Linked DNA regions of Sus scrofa: regions 1 and 2 are each linked to region 3. A link is a contact called in public HiChIP or PLAC-seq data. All regions are on one chromosome and are shown on one strand. Each heading gives the region's core, a stretch centred on a gene start, on an enhancer-like site or on the middle of the called end of the contact. The rest is flanking DNA. Distances are from core to core; before and after follow the strand shown. Region 1 overlaps SYN3 (synapsin-3). Region 2 overlaps SYN3 (synapsin-3). Region 3 overlaps SYN3 (synapsin-3).

The links. HiChIP or PLAC-seq counts read pairs in DNA pulled down with a chosen protein or histone mark.
Region 1: a contact with region 3 is called in an H3K27ac HiChIP or PLAC-seq map of skeletal muscle, with 19 times the contacts expected there. The contact joins two enhancer-like sites. A contact is called at or near these places in 3 of 47 Hi-C or Micro-C datasets (heart right ventricle, retroperitoneal adipose tissue and skeletal muscle) and 1 of 2 datasets of contacts at active chromatin or transcription factors (skeletal muscle).
Region 2: a contact with region 3 is called in an H3K27ac HiChIP or PLAC-seq map of skeletal muscle. The contact joins two enhancer-like sites. A contact is called at or near these places in 1 of 47 Hi-C or Micro-C datasets (embryonic fibroblasts) and 1 of 2 datasets of contacts at active chromatin or transcription factors (skeletal muscle).

What each region holds. Positions count from the first base shown.
Region 1 is chr5:12,275,471-12,280,398 of Sscrofa11.1, forward strand. The region is part of intron 6 of SYN3 (synapsin-3); the gene reads left to right. Among named protein-coding and RNA genes, the nearest start is that of TIMP3, 35 kb to the left of the region's middle. Within about 2 kb of position 1,806, at least 20 of the 83 cell types and tissues checked have an H3K27ac peak or open chromatin away from gene starts, as enhancers often do. A contact at or near this core is called in retroperitoneal adipose tissue and skeletal muscle, where this site is marked.
Region 2 is chr5:12,305,359-12,310,452 of Sscrofa11.1, forward strand. The region is part of intron 6 of SYN3 (synapsin-3); the gene reads left to right. Among named protein-coding and RNA genes, the nearest start is that of TIMP3, 65 kb to the left of the region's middle. Within about 2 kb of position 3,108, at least 2 of the 83 cell types and tissues checked have an H3K27ac peak or open chromatin away from gene starts, as enhancers often do. A contact at or near this core is called in skeletal muscle, where this site is marked.
Region 3 is chr5:12,482,288-12,486,757 of Sscrofa11.1, forward strand. SYN3 (synapsin-3) reads left to right here. Exons shown (of 14, transcript XM_021091548.1): 10 at 838-940. Among named protein-coding and RNA genes, the nearest start is that of FBXO7, 41 kb to the right of the region's middle. Within about 2 kb of position 2,729, at least 24 of the 83 cell types and tissues checked have an H3K27ac peak or open chromatin away from gene starts, as enhancers often do. A contact at or near this core is called in retroperitoneal adipose tissue and skeletal muscle, where this site is marked.

The sequences.
Region 1 (4,928 bases), core at 556-3,055, 210 kb before region 3:
GGAGAATAGACTTGTGGTTGCCAAGGGGGAGGGGGAGGGAGTGGGATAGACTGGGAATTTGGGGTTAACAGATGCAAACTATTGCCTTTGGAATGGATAAGCCATGAGATCCTGCTGTATAGCACAAGGAACTGTATGTAGTCACTTATGATGGAGCAAGATAATGTGAGAGAAAACGGAATGTATATGTATGTGTGGGACTGGATCACCATCCTGTACAGTAGAAAACTGACAGAACACTGTAAACCCCTATTATGAAAAAAAAATCATTAATAAAAAACAAGCATGTTTGTAAGCCAAGGAAAAGGAGTTGTAAAGGTGGAAAGTGTACAAATATGTGCGACAACTATGACACACAGCAGATTATTAAGTCAGTGCTGATGATTTGCAAATAGGATCTCTTCTATTCCAGAAGACACAGACCTTTGATTTGCTTGGCTTTGGGAAGGAGAGAGACATGTGATTGGTTAGAAGAGAAGGAAGAAAGGGGAAGGAAGGGGAAAGAGGTGAAGAAAATAGTTTGCTATGGATTCTCAATAATCTATCAGAATTACATACCTAAAGCATGTGTTTTAGTATAAGTATATTTAATTCTGTAATATGGGAGCACAGCAGTCAGTGCATCATTTGGCTGGGAGCTGTCTAAGGGGTCCAATAAGACTGATAATTTTTTTGAGGAAGGATGAATTAGAGCATATCTGTACATCCTAGACTGAGCACCTGGAGGAAAGCATCAAGACATTGGGTTCTCAGTGGTGTGGAGGGAAAAAGTGGGGAAGCCCCATGGAGGCAGGGATGAAACCCAGGACAAAATCAGGTAACTTTATGAAGCACTGCAGAAGGGTGGGACCGTGTGCATGATACACTGGGTATGGCCTTCTCAGGTGCACTGCTCTGGGCTCAAATCTTGGGTGTTACTATCAGAAATGATTCCACTGCTCGAAGCATCACTTCCTCATCTATAAATGAGAATGATAACACAGCTCTTGCCGAGTGTCTGTGACTATCACATGCATTCAGCAGGTTGTTGTGGAGAGCCCACTGTGTGCCAGGCTTTGTTCCCAGGGCTGGGGGTTAGTTGGTAAAGAAAATATTCATGTTTCTCCCTCTGGGAGCTTCCACTCTTGATGATCATCATGAGAAGAGCAAGAAAAGCTTCAAGCACAGAGCTTGGGGCATGAACAGCACAAAAACTGCTCAGTAGATATCACTTCCACTTTATCCCTTCCCAAAGTGGCTTCCACAAAGGATCCTTGCCTCACCTCATTTCCCCAGCGTCCTTCCCCATCATTGGCAGAACTGTGTGGCTCCGAGTACCTCCCCTCCAGTCTCCATACCACAAAGGTGCTACCTCCCTCCGTTTTCAGCAAAAATCAGTGAAAACCAGTCTGTCCTATCTGGAGACAGAACTAGAGGAAGAAGCCTAGTGCTTAGGGCCTCCAGTGTTCCGGGACCGGAATCAGGCCCTGCTTGTAACAGATCGTCATCGCATCGTCGCACCCTGCTCCCTTCCGCAGGTTTGGCTCCTTGCCCCCCTCCCGCCCCCCGACATTCTTCCCTGGCCTGTGTTTGATCGTTTAGCTCCAGTCACTTGGAAACACAAGATCACACACTTAGCAGTTTTGATTTTTTTTTTTTAACACCCAGTCTTTGTATCCGTGCAAAGGGGTACACAATCCCTAGGTCCTCCTTCCCCTTCTGCAAGTCCTTTCCCAGGCACTTCCCCTCATCAGTAAGCTTGTGCTCCCTCCCACATGCCTCTGCACTCCCGGGGGCCTCCAGTCCCACGTGTGGCACTCCCTCCTCACCATGTGATGTTCATCCAGTGTCACCCTTTCGCCTGGATAGTCATTTTCTCATTATCACCACCCCAGACCCAAATTTGTCCTCTGCTTTCCTGTTTCCAATTAAACCACGTGCTATCAGGAATCCAGAGAGGAAAATGACAGCATTTGGGTGGAGGAGGGATTCCCACTGACCAACCTTGTGGACTTGGCCAGAAATATTCTGGGGGTGGGTTGAAAGCTGTGGAGACCCTGGGGCAGATGACGTGGGCGGATGATGTTTGTGGCGGGTGTGAGGCGGGTGCATTTTCCTTCCTTGTCTTGTGCTTTCCTTTCACAGCTGCAGTTCCTTGGAGCCCTAACATTCCAGAGCTAATTTTAGGTTCTTGGGACTGGCTTGTTCTAAGTGACCCTGGCCCCCGCCTTTCCCCTCTGCCTAGTGTATTCATTCTGGCCTCTCACAATCCACACTCTCTGGCTCTCTTTCAAATCAGAGAGGAGTAATTGTAATCCAGGTCCCCCCACTGGCTCAAAGACCCTCAGGAAGCGGGAAACTGAATAGAGGGGGCGTGAGATGGGAATCCTGGAAGGACAAAAGAGAGTGGGGGAGGGGAGCGACTTCCCACCTCCCAAATAAGGAGATGGTGTTTATGGCATCAATCATGAGCTCACAACCTCAGAGTCTTTGAGAGACTATGAGGGAGGATGAAGGTGTAGGAATGGGAAAGAAGACAGGTTGATGGATGCCTGCCACCAGCCCTCACCCCCACGCCACCGCTGTTCCTACAGCAGGTGGACCTGAGCCCACCTACTCGAGTGGTCATGCAGAGAGTCTCATGGGGTTCTCCAATCACAAGGTAGAGTTTTAAAGCAGAAGAGACAGACATCTTCCTTTTCTTTGTGCCTCTCATGCCACGGTGGGGAGAACCAAGGCCGGAGGCAGAGGTGACTTCTCCAAGGTCAGGTCTGAATGTGAGGTTACCTGAAGCCAGAGCTGGAACCAAGCTGGAACCACTAGAGGCTGAGCCTCCTTCAAATACTGAGCTGCTTCTTTGTCGTGTGAGAGCAGGTTGCTGAGTCCTCCATCACCATCAGCAGTGGGGCACCTCCCTCCTAAACTTGCTTTCTCAGTGCAGCCTTTGCCTGCTCTTCACAGAGGTGAAGTGGAAACTCTGAGAGGAAGTGAGGTCTGTGGGGACATGAGCGGCACCCCACCATGGGCCCATCTGGGGCGTGATGAACACTCACAGAGAAGGGAAAATTCTTTTTTCTGTGCTTGATCCTTGTCTCTTAACATCAGAAATATTAAGACCTGGGTCTTGGAGTTCCCGTCGAGGCGCAGTGGTTAACGAATCCGACTAGGAACCATGAGGTTGCGGGTTCGATCCCTGGCCTTGCTCAGTGGGTTAACGATCCGGCATTGCCATGAGCTGTGGTGTAGGTTGCAGACACGGCCCGGATCCTGCGTTGCTGTGGCTCTGGTGTAGGTTGGTGGCTACAGCTCCGATTCGACCCCTAGCCTGGGAACCTCCATATGCCGCGGGAGCAGCCCAAGAAATACCAAAAAAGACAAAAAAAAAAAAAAGACCTGGGTCTTCTAAAAGTTTCCCATGAGGACAGAACTTTCCAGTGGCTTCATGGGGACCTCCCAGTTCAGCAGCCACTGGTGACTCCCATCACTCTCCTGACATGTGGGATCCGCAGGGCACATGCACAGACCGTCTGGATTTGAATCCCAGCTTTTCCTTGGCTTCCACATCTGTAAAATGGGAGTAACGAGTAAAGGGCTCTTGAAAACTAAATCAGTTCACATGATAGATACAGTGTAAAAATTTACCATATAGTATTTATAAGATTAGAGTACTTTTATTAATTTACTGTGTGTTATACATAAAAAAAGATGAAATGAGTTCATTTTAAGTTAGTTTATACATTTAGCATATAGTAGCATCTAATAATTGCTGAATAATGATAGTTGTTATTATAACTATAATTATTGAACTTTGGTCCCTCTGAGAGCTAACCCTACTCAGGTTCTGTTCCAGGCAACAGCAATAAAGTAACTGTCACAGTAAATAAAGTCACACGAATTTTTTGGTTTGCCAGTGCATGTAAAAGTTATGTTTATAGTATACATAACTTAATATACTATTAAGTGTGAAATAACAGCATTGCACCTAAAAACCATTATGCTTACCTTAATTAAAAATTACTTTATTGCTGAAAAAAACGATGTTATTTGAGCCTTCAGCAAGTCATAATCTTTTTGCTGGTGGAGGGTCTTGCCTCGATATTGATGGCTGCTGACTGATCGGGGTGGGGGTTGCTGAAGTTTGGAGTGGCTGTGGCCACTTCTTAAAATAAGACTGCGGCAAAGTTTGCTGCATCCATTGACTCTTCCTTTCAGTTGGACACTTAAGAGGCCATTGTATTGTTATCAATTGGCCTGATTTCATTATTGTGTCTCAGGGCATGGGGAGGCCCGGGAGGGAAGGATAGAGATGAGGGAATGACCAGTCGGTAGAGCAGTCAGAATACACACATTTATTAAGTTCGCCGTCTTACATGGTGGAGGTTTGTGGTATCCCAAAACAATAATAATAATAATATCAAAAATCAAATGATTACGGATCACTGTAACAAATATCATAATAGTGAAAAAGTATGAATATTGTTAAAATTATCAAAATGTGACACAGAAACACAAAGTGAGCAAGTGGGAAAATGGGGCCAGTAGACTTGCTCAACCCAGAGTTGCCATAGACCTTCAATTTGTAGAAAACACAGTATCTGCAAAGTGTGATAAACGCGGGTATATGCCTGTAATGATCTCTCCAGTTTAACTCATGCTTCCCAGTTTACCAAGCACTTTCCCATGCATTCTCCCCATTTGAGGTATCACAAGAACACTTTACCACTCCCCCCACTTTACAGATGGGGAAGCTGAGGCTCCAGAGACACAGTTGCCTTGCCCCAGGTCAGCCAGCAAATGCCGAACTGGGACATGCCCCATGTGACTCTTAGGCAAGGGCTTCTACCTTACCTTGCTCTGCTCATGACCAACTCTATTCTCAGATCCTATCCGACTTCCTGGTTAGATACTGCGATCCTGACCCTGGTGCTGTTTATGTCCTCAGGAAAGTG
Region 2 (5,094 bases), core at 1,858-4,357, 180 kb before region 3:
CCCAGGTAGAGCTTGGTTGAGCTTGGTCAGGTGCCTGTTCTGAGTGAAGGAGCAGACAGCCTGGGATGTGGCATATGAAACCATAGCTACCCATCCTCTTTCCCCACCCATCTGCACCACTGGAGATAAAGGTGGGCAGTTAAGGTGATGGGGAGGGGGGAGTTGTTGGTCCATAGTCTAACACTTCCCAAGATATATCCTACATATGTCTATCTACTACATACCACCACTGGCCTAATCAGGGCTCAGAGATTCTTCAGATTCCACCAGTGTGCAGAGATGCCCCCAAGTTGTTGACACTTAGACACTGGATGAGGGATTGCATCTGTTCACCCAGCCCACCCCTCTAAGGCAGCAGATTCAGCCACTGTCTATACACCCAGAGACCATGGCAGCATCAACCCTCCACAGCGTTCACATTTTTCTGGACCTTTTCTCACTCAGATGCCATCTCTTCTAGAGTCTTGGCTTTTTGCTCAGTGCAATCCTGGAAGCTGGCCCTTTAGATTAATTGCCAAATTCTCAGTTTCCACACTGCAAATCTCTGTTCTCTCGATCAGGCTTTGACTAAGCGTGGCTCTGTAATCCTAGAGTGTCCCTCCATGTCCAAACATCATCTGGAGGGCCATTACCCACTGCCTGAAAACTCAACCTCTAGCTCTTTTTGGCCAGGAAGCTGTCTGGGCTAGTCTGAGAAGCCCATGTCGAAGACCAAGAACATCACATGGGCTTTAGTCACGCGTCCTTGGCCAAACTCTTGGGCTTCGGTTCAGCATTCTCTAAGTTTGGACTCTGCACTGAGCCACACAATGGGATAAAGAGATGAAGAAAATAAGGCTGTTGCCTTTAAGAAGACCACAGATAAGGCCAAGGTGGAGCTCAGGCTGGCGCTGGCCATATTAAATGTTGAGTAGCAAGCAAGAGCCAGCTATAAGGAACGGCTCTCCTGGGCCCAGGCAACCAAAGAAGAACTCATGACAGTGCAGAAAAGTCAGAGACAATTCTGATCCTGGCAGAGGAAGCTGTAAGATAGGAAGTCTTTGTTAGTTTCTCCTCCATGGACACAATAAGGTATTCATGCTATTCCCCTCGGGACTTAGGAAGCATTTTAGGCCCAATAAAGGTCTGTGCGTCATCATAATTGTGTAATATGGCTGCCCTCATTCTGTCCCACCCCTGACATCTCCTGGTTAAGCAAGATAAAGTTCTGTTGATGCTTTAGCTGCTCTGGCCGCCATTAATGATGCTTCCTTCAGTGGCCTTGATTTGGCCTTCCAATGAGCCAGAAATCTGGGGGCCACTTCCTTCCATCAATCTTACCCCCTATTTTTTGCCATGGTGTAAGGGGATCCATCAATTCACCAAGTGAACTGGCACAGACTATCAAAAGACATTGTGATAAGAGGAGAAAGCAGAGCCTCTGGAGTTTACCTGCCCTGAGTTTGAATCACTTACCAGCTGGGAAGTCTTGGACAATTAAACTCTCTGAACCTCAGGAGTTGTCCTGTTTTGTTTTTGTCCTGTGCATAAACAAAGACTTATGGAAATACCTTTGTAGAGTTGATGTCAGGATTAAATAAAAGAGCTTACATAAAGCCCCTAGCACCTTGCTTGACCCCTGGTAGATAGATGCTCAGTAAATATGGTTCCTATCTGTAGGTTCTAAGCAAGTTCAGTGAAGTAAATGGACATGGTCCCCACCTTCAAGAAATTTATGAACTCTATCATAAAGATAGGTGGTTCTTTATTATAAAGGCGAGTGATTGGACCCATGTGTGTGAAACAGCCCCATCTGTAAATGTAGCAATAAGCTTTCTGGCTCCATAGCCTATGCTTTTGCCACCTCACTTTGCTGCCTGTACCATCTCACTGACATAAATGAGTGTGAGGAGTCATCAGGAATCAGAAGGTGGTAGAAAGAGGGTCGGATTTGGGGTCAGGTAGGTTGGACTCTGACTGCACGATGATGGGCAGATCACTCTGTTTCCTCATTTGCAAAATGACACCAATAACAACTTCTGCTTCAAGAGTTCTTTATAGATCCATTGGTTCAGCATATGGTCATTGGAATCCTACAGTGTGCTGGGCACTGTCCTAGGTACTGGGGATGGAGACTTGAGCAAGAGACACTAGCTGGTCTTGGAGTGGTTCCCTCCCTGCCTTACTATCTAGTGAGAGAATAAGGTCATGTACTTAGAATTACTTCCCAAGCAGGGATTTGTCATTCATATTAAGCAAGTAAAAGTGCTTAATGCATTACTTAAGTGCAGTTCTGCAGAGATTTGATAAAAGCAAAGCAACAGGAGTTCCCGTCATGTCTCAGCGGTAACAAATCTGACTAGTATCCATGACGACCCGGGTTTGATCCTTGGCCTGGCTCAGTGGGTTAAGGATCTGGTGTTGCCATGAGCTGTGATGTAGGTTGCAGATGAGGCTCGACTTGGATCGCGTGTTGCAGTGGCTGTTGTATAGGCCAGCAGCTGCAATTGCGATTCAGCCCCTAGCCTAGGAATTTTCATATGCTGTGAGTTTGGCTCTAATAAGACAAACAAACAAAAACAATAATAGTTAACATGTGTTAAGCATTTTTTCTGTTCCAGGTGCTATGTTAAGCTCTTTGCATACTTTTTCTTAGTAATTCTCTCAAAACCTTGCAGGTAGATATCATAAATCATCTCTGTTTTACCCATTTTACACATGAGAAAACTGAAGCCTGTTTTACCCATTTTACACATGAGAAAACTGAAGCCCGGAGACTTTGCTAATTAACAGCCAGTTGAGCAGTGGAGCTGGTTTTCAAACCTAAGCAATCTGCCTTCAGAGCCCCTAGTCCTAAATACCACACCATATGGCTTCTACTGCCTCTTCCTGTTGCCTCTGGTTGCTTGTATCTCAGGAACATATTTAGAAACATCTGGAAGTCTCATCAAGGACTTTATCAGTTAAGTGTGGGGAATTTAGCCCACAAGGCTCTGTTGTCTAGTCAAGCCTGATCTTGATTCTGCATGTACTTTAGACCAAAGACAGGTGCTCACTGCAGGCCTGGGGAGCAGAGCACCATGGTATTCATTGGCGAGGCCTCCCAGCCTTGGCAGTTACCTCACCCTTGGCCTTTACATCACTGCTGGCCAGGCCAAGAGCCTGGGTTGTGTCCTGAATATAAAAGCCTGACCATAGGCTTTTATGAAGCTGTATCTTTCTGAGAACTTCCTGGGTATCACCTCACTTGTCCTCTATTAACTTCCCCTAAAACTGTGGCTGGCAGCCTCATCCCAGATTTATAGATTGTGGAGCTAAAGGCTCCAGAAAGAGGAAATGACCTCTTCAAGGATACCTGGGACAATTTGATGCAGAAATGCCTCCAACAGCAGGTTTCCTGAATTCAAGTTACAAGATGTCCTCTGAAGTATTAAAGGCCAGAGACCTCAAGTCACACAGTTAGAGGCTGCAAAGGTCAGAGAGTACGTCTGAGTTCCTGACCCTCAATTTAAGACCCTTCTTTTGCACAGCACTGCATTCATTCTTCCACTGAACAGATGTTGATCGATCACCTACTATGTGCCTTAGTAGGCAGCTGAGATACCAAAGTGGATGAGACAGGGGTAGTCCCTGCCATTACAGAGCTCCGAGGTCAGCCGGGGGGACAGCTGGTTAACAAGTCGTTACAACTGTGATGAATGTTATAAAGGGAAAAGTACACAGGTTCGGAGACCATGACATACCTTGTCCAGGAGATCAGAAAAGGCCATCCTTGAAAGTAATGTTTATAGTGACATAAGGATGAGGGAGAGTGAAGGGGAGAAAAAGATGCTCTAGGCAGAGGCGCTGCATGTACAGCCAGAGAGGGCTTCTTCAGGCATGAAAGGGAGAGTGAAAAGGAGGGTGGCAAGAGATGTGGCTGGTGAGTCAGCAAAGGCAAGATGAGGAAGGCTTTGAGGTCTGTATTCATTTTCTATGCTGTGTAACAAATTACCATGATTTTATCAGCTTAAGACAACAGCCACTTATTATATCACAGTTTTTGTGGGTCAGGAGGGGCCAAAAACCAAATTTATCAGCAAATCCATCATTCATTGGTGGATGCATGTTAACCAGACTCATAAGATTGTTGTATAAAAGTGAAGTGAAAACTAAAGTTAATTAACACTTAGACCAGAACACTCTTGAAGACATTGCAAGAGTTCATCTTCTCCCATAAAGACCATAGGAAATCAAATTGAGGTCAGAATGTGCAACTATTAATTCATAATGAGAAAATAAGCTGAAATGAGAAAATCCTGGAATCTGCATGTCCAGCCCATTCTCTCCCTGAAAGCAGAAACACACGGGAAGCACAGAATACTCAGATGGCTCTTTAACAGCTGTCTTACAAGTGTTAGAGCGAAGGAAATCCATCAAACCGAGTGTTTAAGTGTAGGACCAGACTAAGACATCCTAATGCAGCCACCTTGTAATACATTCAGGTGGGTCTTGGAATGAAAAAGAGTTGACATATACTCTCAGGAAATGGTAGCCATATTACAATGACTTCTTTGTTTTAGACAATGTCACTTTTTAAGGGCACTAGACCAGTTAACTTCCAAGTTCTCTTATGGTGCCAATGAACTGTGATTCCAAGGGCATCTATTGCTTATCCTGGAGTGTAGTCTGCCCACATGAACAAGCTAACCCTTTCCCATCATCATCAGCAGCAGCATCATTAGTAGCAGTATTATGGAAAGCAGTCATTATCTATGGGCTGCTGCCTACATTTAGGACATGCTATTAAACGCTATCAACATTAGCTCATTCAGTCCTCACAACAACCCTTTTGGATAGTTGTTCTCATTCCCAATTTGCAGATGAATAAAGGAGAAACTGAGGCTTGTAACGATAGTGTAACTTGCCCAAGGTCACTCACCAGCCAAATGAAAGAGAAGGGATTCCAGTTACATGCAGCACAACACTCTGGCCCTCTGCAGCACAGGTAGAAGGGACCATGCTTGGCGTACCTGCTGAGCAAGTGCGTGCCATAAATTCAGCCCCTTCTCTCCCACTCAAGAGAGTGGATTGGATTGTGAGTCAGTGAGAATGATGTCATTATAGGGGTAACCT
Region 3 (4,470 bases), core at 1,479-3,978:
GTGAGTCCAAATCCAGCCACCACAAGGGAAGCCAAGTGCCAGGCCGGGAAAACTTCTCCAGATACAACCATCCCCTTGTTGTAGGGTCAAAGTCCAGCGCTGAGATCTTTCTCTGCAAAGCAAACGGGCCTTGCAGCCATCGAGTGGCTGGAAAGGGAACAAAAGCAGTGGGTCCAGAGGGCCAGGCCCCCAGACCAGGGAGGCGCAGCCTGCCAGGCTCCCCTGCCTCCATCCCCACAGGGAGAGAATGAGCCCTTTGTCCCCATAGGCTGGGGCTGGGAGGGTGGCCCCGGAGAGATTCCTAGGTCCCTTCACGCAGGATTCCCAAGGGAAAAGGGTTTCAGGGAAGCTGGGTATCCAAGACAGCTCCAGATGGGAGTAGGGCAAGCTCCCTATTACTGGGGAGCCAGCAAAGTGCTAGAGGGGTAGGCTCAGTTCACAGAGATCTCTCCCAACTCTTGTTCCTTCTCCCCCTCATCCTTCCTCTACCCTGCCTTCCTAGCTCCCTTTCTAGTCTCTCTCCCTCTCTGTCTCTCTCTCTCTCACTGTCCATCTGTGTTTCTGCTTCCCTTTTTACCCATTCTGTCTTTCCTACTGCCTGTGTCTCTGTCTTTCTGCCTTTCTGTTTCTCTTGCTGCTTCTCTGTCTCTTATGTCTTGTCTCTCTCCATCTCTGAATGGGCGTATGTGTGTCGCTACCTGTCTCATGGCCTGTTCTTCTGTGTGCATCTCTCTGTGTCTCTCCCAACCTCTGTCTGCCTCTCTTCCTCTCCTCCCTGTCCCTGCTCCCCATTCCTGCTCCCCATTCCACATGCTCACTGTCTGTCCCTCCCTGCAGGTACAGGCTGTGGGTGGACAGCTGCTCAGAGATGTTTGGGGGCCTGGACATCTGTGCTGTCAAGGCTGTCCACAGCAAGGATGGCAGAGATTACATCATTGAGGTGAGAGGTGAAGGAGGAGCTCCTCCTGGCCTGGCTGGACTCCCAGGGAGGCACGTCAGTGGGAAGGAGTCCAAGTGTGGCCTTCAGCGTGGTCAGCTGTGTCTTAGCCCATGGCTGGGGCACATGGTGCCAAGGCCTCAGCAAGTGACTCCCAGAGGCTTCTCACCCACCACCTTCAATTACCACCCCCCAGTCCCCACCCTTGGCCACATCTAAAGCCTTTGCGCCCAGGGACTCTGAGCTGAGCCTCCAGAGCTCTAGGCAGGAGGTTTGGCAGTTTTCTGCAACCTGTGGCCCCAACAGTAGGAGAAGAGCAGTAGCTAAGAATTGGCAAGATTCTGTCTCCTTGGGCCTCTTCTATTTTCTCAGTGTCCAAGTGTGTAAAGAGGGCACACTTCCCTGGTCACCATGCAGAGATTCCATCATCTGTTCATTCAACAAACATGTACTCAGGAGTTCCCTTAGGCTTGGTGTGGGAGAGCTCAGGAGACAGAGCCAGTAAGCAAGACAGACATGGGGTGGACAGGCCGGCAGGAAAGAATAGTAAACAAGTAAGGGCGCTGAAGGTTAGGAACGGAGCGTGATAGAAGGAAAATTAATTGTAAGAGAGAGGCTCAAAGGGGCTCGGAGTCCCAGACTCTCCCCCTCAACTTCCTGCAGCCCATGCATCCCACAGGCCCACAGTTCCTGATGTCCTCCAGAGCTGTTGCCTACAGGTCTCTGTAGTCTTTTCATCACCCTCCCCACACCCCCACAACTTCCTCTCCACCTTCTCCCAATCCCACAATGCCCCTCTCCCTCCAGAGGCCCCAGCCTCCTCCAGTCCCACAATCCCCATCTCCCCTCCATGCTGCCCATGTCTCTCCTGGCTCCACAGTCCCCATCTCCCTGCATAGCTCCCCCTATGTCTCTTCCAATCCCACAATCCCCCTCCCTCCATGACTCCCCCCATGCCTCCCCCAATCCCACAATCCCCCTCCCCTCCATGACTCCCCCCATGCCTCCCCAAATCCCACAATCCCCCCTCCCCTCCATGACTCCCCCCATGCCTCCCCCAAATCCCACAATCCCCCCTCCCCTCCATGACTCCCCCCATGCCTCCCCCAAATCCCACAATCCCCCCTCCCCTCCATGACTCCCCCATGCCTCCCCCAAATCCCACAATCCCCCTCCCTCCATGACTCCCCCATGCCTCCCCCAAATCCCACAATCCCCCCTCCCTCCATGACTCCCCCCATGCCTCCCCCCAATCCCACAATCCCCCCTCCCTCCATGACTCCCCCCCATGCCTCCCCCCAATCCCACAATCCCCCTCCCTCCATTACTCCCCCCATGCCTCCCCCCAATCCCACAATCCCCCCTCCCTCCATGACTCCCCCCAATGCCTCCCCCCAATCCCACAATCCCCCCTCCCTCCATGACTCCCCCCATGCCTCCCCCCAATCCCACAATCCCTCTCTCCCCTCCGTGGATCCTCCCTTGCCTCCCCCAATGCCACAGTCCCCCTCTTTCCTCCATGGCTCCCCATGTCCTTCCTCACTTCACAGTCTCCATGTCCCATCCTAACTCCCTTTCCCTGCCCCCTGTCCCCTGCCCCCACCACCCCAGCCCAAGGCTCTCCATTGCTTCCTCTGAAAATGCCCTCTGGCTCAGAGTTCTCCCTTCCCTCCCTAGCCTCGCCACTCCACACTCACACCCCCCAGAGCTCCTTACGGCACTTCCCTTCCATGGCCTTCTCCTCAAACCACAGCAGAGAGGCAGTGCTGACACAAGGCCAAGACACGTGAGGGAGAGCCCTGCGGCTGCCCCCCTCCCTGGGGTGTGGGCGGCTAATGGGAAGCACATGGCCGGGGTGACCGCAGGAGCCAGCCAGTCCTCCATCCCCGCGTGTCTGCTCCACACCCAGGACCCACAGCGCGGCAGGGCCAGGTGACTCCATGGATGGGAGCCCTGCTGTTCGCCCCCAGCCATGCCAGGCGGGCCTTCATACTCCAGCCTAGGGAGGAGCCAGCTTGGAAGTGAAGGGGAGGGAGTCTAGGGTGGACACCATTCCTCTGCCCACACTCACCCACCCCAGAAAGACCAGGTAGCTTCCAAGGATGAGTTGCATCTATACTTGCAGGTTCAGTCCTGCTCTAGAAAATAGCTCTCCCCTCAAGTCCCCTCACCAACCCCTCCTCAGAGGACATTGAAGGAGCTGAACTGCTGGCCTGTGTACTTGCTTCTAAGCAAGCGCCAGGCTGCTCCCTGGAGGAAGAAGGCTCCCACCTTCCTGAGGATGCCTGGGAGCTGCAGGCCAATACTGGGGGTATTGCCTCTCCTGAGACCCTTCCTGGCCCGCCTGCCTCTGCATCTCTGCACAGAGACCACCAGACATGAACACAGCTTTGGCACACATGCAGTCATGGATTCATTCATCCATTCATTCATCCGCTATTGAGCCCCTGCTCTGGACACCAGACCCCAAGCCAGGTGACGGGGATACAGCAGTGAACACAATAGTAGAGACACTGTCCCTTAGAGCTTCCACCTGGGAGGCGAGAGGCAATCAGCAGATGAAGGACCCCTGCACTCCCTTCCCCTCCCTCCTGGGAGTGCAGCCCCTTCTGTCTTGCTTCAGCATTATCTCTGCCCTCAAGAGCTCCTGCATCTCTGAGTTTCCTCAAAATTCCCTCTCAGGAAACAAAAATTTGTACCCGAGGGGCCAAGGCTCCCTACCTCCAGACATTCAGAGGGTCAGGAATGAAAGACCTTTCACATTAAAATAAAAGAAAAAAAAAGTGGGTTTGGACTTTAAAAAACAAGAAAACATCTTCCAAAAATGTTACAGGAGGGAGGGGAAAATGACTTTTTAGATTTTCTTTTTTTCTTTCAGAAACATTGCAGAGTTGTTTCCCTGGCTTTTCAGTTTAGAGTGGGGTCAAGGGAGATGGGGAGCTTTTTACCAAGAAGATAAAAGATATTTTTTCCCCAGTTGGGGAAAAAAAAAGACAGAAGAGATCCAAAAATACTGATTTCTTCAGCCGCCTCTGTGGTGAGGACATAAAATTTGTGGGACATGTTTTGTGAAGGTCCTCACAGTGAAATACTCGGGGGAAAGACCCTTGAACTTGTCCTCCATGACCTGTCCAAGCAATGACATTGCTCACTGGAAAAAAATGTTTCCCTGGGGAGACCAGAATGTCCACTTCCTTTGGCTATGTCCACCGTGGGGACTCCAAAATGCTCTGACCTCAGGTTCCTTGTGGCGGCTGTTTTCCACTGCAGGAAATATAGGAAACAGAAACCGGAACAGAAAGGGGTGGGCAGGTTCAGGGGAGAAAGGATAGGCCTGCGCACACTTAGACTCCACGGTTATAACTCAGCTCAGCCCACACTGCCTGAGAGACTGTCCGTGTGCCGGGCACTGGGATCCAGGATGCCAAGGACCCAGGCCCAACTCATAAGGAGCTCAGTCTGAAGACACTTTGCAGGACTGTCCGTAAGAGCATCTGCATTCACATCCTTGAGTTTGCTCTTCAGCTTCCCAA